2 separate regions of the Mus musculus genome follow, and region 1 is linked to region 2. A link is a contact called in public HiCAR-type data. All regions are on one chromosome and are shown on one strand. Each heading gives the region's core, a stretch centred on a gene start, on an enhancer-like site or on the middle of the called end of the contact. The rest is flanking DNA. Distances are from core to core; before and after follow the strand shown.

Region 1 (2,700 bases), core at 61-2,560, 190 kb before region 2:
GATGGTTTTAGCTCCCTTGTCAAAGATCAGGTGACCATAGGTGTGTGGGTTCATTTCTGGATATTCAATTCTCTTCCATTGATCTTCCTGTCTGTCGCTGTACACTATCATGCAGTGGAAGAAGTCAAAATATCACTATTTGCAGATGATATGATCATATACTTAAGTGATCCCCAAAATTCCACCAGATGTATCTTGTTACCCCTAGCTGAGAAATAAACATGTATGGACAAACAAACTGCTTTAGTTGTTCTGCTGCTGTGATAAAACACCATGACCAAGGCAACGTACAATGTTGGGAGCCGCCCCCACATTCGCCGTCACAAGATGGCGCTGACATCCTGTGTTCTAAGTGGTAAACAAATAATCTGCGCATGTGCCAAGGGTATTTTATGACTACTTGTACTCTGCCTTTCCCGTGAACGTCAGCTCGGCCATGGGCTGCAGCCAATCAGGGAGTGATGCGTCCTAGGCGAAATATAACGCTCCTAAAAAAGGGGATGGGTTTCCGCCACTCGCTCTCGCTGGCATCTCTCTGGCTCTGCGCGCCCTGCGCTCGCTCGCTGCCTAAAGATGTAAACAATAGAGCGCGAGCGCCGGAGCTCTGGCTCCTAAAGATGTAATAGAAGGGGCTTTTCGCTTTTGGGGCTGGGGGTTTTTGCACTCCTGCTCCTGAAGATGTAAGCAATAAAGTTTTGCCGCAGAAGATTTTGGTTTGTTGCGTCTTTCCTGGCCGGGCGTGAGAACGCGATTAAGAGTACAAAGAAAGTGTTTAATTGGGGACTTGCTTACATTTTCAGAAGGTTATAATCACGGTGGCCAGGGGTGTGGCAGCAGGTCAGCGGGATGGTGCTGAGTCACAGACAGGCTGTGGGATGATGATGAAGGAAAGAGGAAGAAGAGGAATGGGAGGAGAGGAGGAAGAGGAGGAGGAGGAGGACGAGGAGAGAGAGAGAGAGAGAGAGAGAGAGAGAGAGAGAGAGAGAGAGAGAGAGAGAGAGAGAGCGCCTGGCATGGGCTTTTGAAACCTCAAAGCCCACCTTCAGTGACACACTTTCTACAAAAAGACCACATCTACTTCCACAAGGCCACACTCCTAATCTTTCCCAAGCAGTTCCAAGGGGACCAAACATTCAAACATATTAGCCTGTGGAGGTTATTCTCTTTCAAACCACCACACATACCAATCCAGGAAAACAAGAACCTACAGGTGTTATGCAATGTGGGGCTAGAAAGAGAGGAAGAAAGGAAATGCTTCACAGGAAACTGACATTAACCACAGCTGATGGCCCAGTTGAGGCCATGGGCAGCTGTGAATTCTGGGTAACTGTGGCAGACTGTGCCATGCCACCTCTCACTGCTCACCATCCCTGTGTTTCTGTCCCTATAGACACCTTGGCTCAGGAAAACAGACTCTGTGCACTGAAATACAAAGGTCTCAGAATACAATGAGGACTAGTTGACATGCATACACTGTGTCCTGCTACACACGCTCCAGTGAAGTTTGCTTGGCAGGATGAGAGGCCTGGGAGCACTCACGAGGCAAAAAGTTTCAGAGAAACTCACCTCCTGGAACCTTGGTGTTCTCATAACCCATATACTCATACCCTATCCCCATGTTAGTCTGTTGTATGGATTCATGTGCTCTCTTTTAGTATTATTTCATTATAAGTGCCTTTTAAGATTGAATTCTGACATAGCTAAGCCTTCGCGAGTGTTCCAAGGTTCCAGAAAATCCTTGAAGCCAACAAAGTTGAAATTCAGTAGGAATTCAGTCAGAAGGTTACCTATTCAGTAACATTCGAATTTACTTCTAGTAGAGAAGGTGAAATTGATTAGGCATTACAAAGAACAGAGCTGGAATAGCTCAGGGCTGGTCTGCAGAGTGATTACTTGGGACAGTAGCCAATCTTACCCAAACAAGGGAATACACAATGGCCTAGCTAATAGGTGGGTTTACCATGTAAAAGTTAGGGAATCCCACTGAGACAGGAATCTTCACTACAGCCAGGTATAGCAGGCTACATTGCATATTAGAAGCAAGTTGGTGAATTCTTCTGACAAATGGAGATTCTCCACAGATACTTAAAAGAACAGCCAAGTTACAGTCATACAAGAATTTATCAGGGCCTAGGAAATAGGGGGTTGTGGTATTTTATTATTCATGAGAAGGTCTGCTAGAGAAGAACCCCCTGGTGCTAGCTTTCACAAGGCTCAAAGGCACAAATTGTGACTAGGGTGTGAAATCCTCAGCTGTCATTAGCTGACCCTAGGCAGGGTGGTTTTATCTTTACTGTAAATATTACCTGATTCCTGTATTTTTTTTTTTTTTTTGGTTAGTGGTTCAGTCTCTGAGAGCCCCAAGGGTAGGTTACTTGAACCTGTTGGTCTTCCTGTGGAGTTCCTATCCCCTTAGGAGCCAGTTTCCTTCCTCCTATTCTTCCATAAGCATCCCAAGCTCTGTTTGGCTGTGGATGTCTGTAACTGTCTGAGTCAAATCCTGGGTGGAGCTTCTCAGAGGGCAGCCATGCTAGATTCCTATTTTTACACCTAACAGAGTATCATAAAAAGTGTCAAGGATTGCGGCTTCTCATGACATGGTACCATGGGCAGACCCATTTGGGGTCCCTCAGCCTTGGGAAAAAAAATCAGGGTTCTGGTACTCAGGTGGGCAAGGAGTCGTCGAGTGACAGACACGAA
Region 2 (2,700 bases), core at 74-2,573:
GCTCAGGTCCATTACTTTTTCTGGTCTATGATGCTCAGGCATTGGGAACAACCCTGGGAGGTCCCCTCCCATTTTCCTTCTTCTGTGGCTCTTACAGCTAACTCCTCACAGACATCCTCCTCTTGTGGCTATGGGGAGAGCTTATAGAGCAAGGGATAGAGTCAAAAGCAGAAGAAAAATGGTCCTGGACCGGTTTCTTCGTGAATCTATATAAGTTACTCAATCTCTCTGGTACAAAACCCTTTCATACCTCCAACCTAACAGCAGCTCTGAGAGGTGGGCAGGGTAAGATTTACTGAGAATGAATTAAAAAAAAAAAAAAAACTAAGACTCAGAGTGGGACAGGAATTCCCTCATGGCCACACAGCAAGACAGAAAGAGCTTGGTGAAGAGTACCCCCACGGTGGGACGACTATGGAGAAAGTGACAAAGAGGACTTAGGTCATCCAGTCCAGGGGCTTATGCCTTTAATGTCACCACCCCCTAGCCCCCATCCAGAGCAAGCATTTGAAGGTGCACTGGGACTGGTCCCAGTCTCTGTTTCTAGCCCCAGGACTGAGTTGTCTCTGGGACAATTCCTGCTGTGAGGTTTGGATCTCAATTCCTGTTCCTCCCCTAAACCCCAGAGCCAACACATACATTCCCTGCTGTCCCACCTCTCCCCGAAGGAAAACAAATCGATTACAGAACCTAAGTCAGAGGACTGTGGCCCCGTGGTGTGTATTCACCCTCCAAAACACCACCCCATCCAACCTCAGTCACTGTTTTCCTGCCACCCCTCTCCTCCCTGAAGCCCAGGTACCCCTGTCCTGTGCTACCTTGTTGACAGCTGGCAGGTGCCACTTCCGCGAGCAGACCCAGCACGAGCAGACTGAAGGCCAACATGGCTGCAGGCAGCTGTAGGACCTCGGTCCACTGCTGGTGTTTTTGACTCCTGGAGCTGCTGGAGGTCTGGGGTGTTTGTATGAGATCAGCTGGAGAGCAGTCTGACTCTAAAGGAGAGGTTGGATTGGGTAAGGCAGAAGTGGAAAGAGGGCGGGGAGGAAGGACTGGCAGACTGGTGAAGAGAAACTGCCCTCCTCCCATGGAAATGAGCTGCCGGGCCTGGCTTATGCCCAGCCCGACGAACTGGCATTTAAGGTACCCCTTTAGAAACCAGTTCTGGGGGTGGGCCCAGGGAACTGGGGAAGTAAGGGGAAAGTCCCCGCCTTCTCCGACACTCACTCTGCCTCAGAAGTCTTCTTCTGAGCTCACCTTTCCTGGCAATGGGGCTAGGCTCCCAGGGAAAGGTGTGACATTTTCAGCCCTGCCTTGAATGAGCCCAGTGGGTGGGGCTTCTTGAAAGACTGACAGTTGGCTTGAGACAGGCTCTAGCTGGCTCAGGGAGCCAGAGGAAAACATCTGTGGACAAAAGACTCAGGGAAAGCTCAGCTGCCCGCTTTCCTTACATCAGCCCCTCCACTCACTTCTTGTTTCCGACCCACCAAGCCAGACCCTGGGACCCCACCTCACGTGAAACAGAGACTCACTTCACAGTCCCCAGCCCTGACCAGTCTGGTGATTCCCTATAGCCCAGTTCAACATTCCCTCTTGGTTCCCACAGTCCCTGATAACCTGGCAGGCCTTAGACAAGATTTGACTTGGTCAGAAGTCTCAACATCTGCCTTCAGATCCACCTCCCTTCATCACAGCAGACATCTCCCACCTTCAGTGACCTATTTATTTTATCAAATGGAGATCTGCACCCTGCTTAAAACTAACGAGGGAAGCATGGTGGATATTTGCTAGTTCTGCCTCATTCCTTTCATTCCAACCAGTGGTTCCCTGGAATGTCCAAAGCAGGTGGGAGCCCTGAGCCTGCTTCCCCTATGTGTGCATGCCTACTTCATGCACGTGTCTTAGCAATCTTCCTTTGTTCTGCTCATTCCCTGAGACTTCCAAATGCCCGGGTGCAGTCTACAGACAGGAATAGCCATGAGAAGTTCATCTGTCCCTCAGAAATCTACATCACAGGGCCAGGCATTGCAGAAGCACATCTCCCACCCAGCAGGACACACAGCATCTGCCAGACCTTCCAAACACTAGGGATGACCCAAGTACCTACTGAAGTCTGGGGTGTAAGTCCGTGGTGGACCTCCTTGTCCCAGCTACCCTAGAATATAGGAGTTGAGATGCAAGAGCAGGCTAGACCCCCTTCCTAAGGAAAGGAGGGGAGAGGATTTTTTGGCAGTCCCTGTTGCTTGCATGGTTTCCTAAAAGGACGTTATGCTCAGACCTTTCCAGTGCACACTCAGGTAGGAGATTTCATGCTGTCTTGGCTTCAGACAGGTACTCAGAAAGCCCCAGGGCACAGTCATCATGCCCATCTGTCCCCGACTACAAAACACAGAGCCTGTGATCTTGGTCCAACACGAGACTAAGTTTATGTTCTGAAGAAGCCAATATCAACCTGGCTTGACCAGATTTAGGAAATAAGGAAGCTAAGAATGGGTGGCTGCGACATTAAACACCAGCCAGGGCACTGTGGATGGGATGACACTTGTGAGGGTATCCACTGCATTGCTTGTCCCAAGGCACAGGTCTTACTTAGTTCCTGTCCAAAGGAAAAACAAAAAAACAGGACAGGTGAGAGCCTGTTTCCTCTGAGTGCATGTCTGCACAACTACTTTCATACATGTGCTGTGGGCCTGTGACCATTCC

Evidence for each region. HiCAR-type assays count read pairs that join an accessible place to other places.
Region 1: a HiCAR-type map of kidney shows a contact between it and region 2, with 4 times the contacts expected there. The contact joins the enhancer-like site here to the promoter of Pdzk1ip1 in region 2. A contact is called at or near these places in 1 of 15 datasets of contacts at CTCF or cohesin (liver), 3 of 484 Hi-C or Micro-C datasets (cortical neurons, myocytes and pancreatic cancer cells) and 1 of 115 datasets of contacts at active chromatin or transcription factors (kidney).

Annotation. Positions count from the first base shown.
Region 1 is chr4:115,279,126-115,281,825 of GRCm38.p6, reverse strand. No RefSeq gene overlaps it. Among named protein-coding and RNA genes, the nearest start is that of Cyp4a12a, 19 kb to the left of the region's middle. Within about 2 kb of position 1,310, at least 37 of the 459 cell types and tissues checked have an H3K27ac peak or open chromatin away from gene starts, as enhancers often do. A contact at or near this core is called in kidney, liver and pancreatic cancer cells, where this site is marked.
Region 2 is chr4:115,087,331-115,090,030 of GRCm38.p6, reverse strand. It overlaps Pdzk1ip1 (PDZK1 interacting protein 1), which reads right to left and starts at 1,323. Exons shown (of 4, transcript NM_001164557.1): 1 at 819-1,323. The coding sequence starts at 1,086.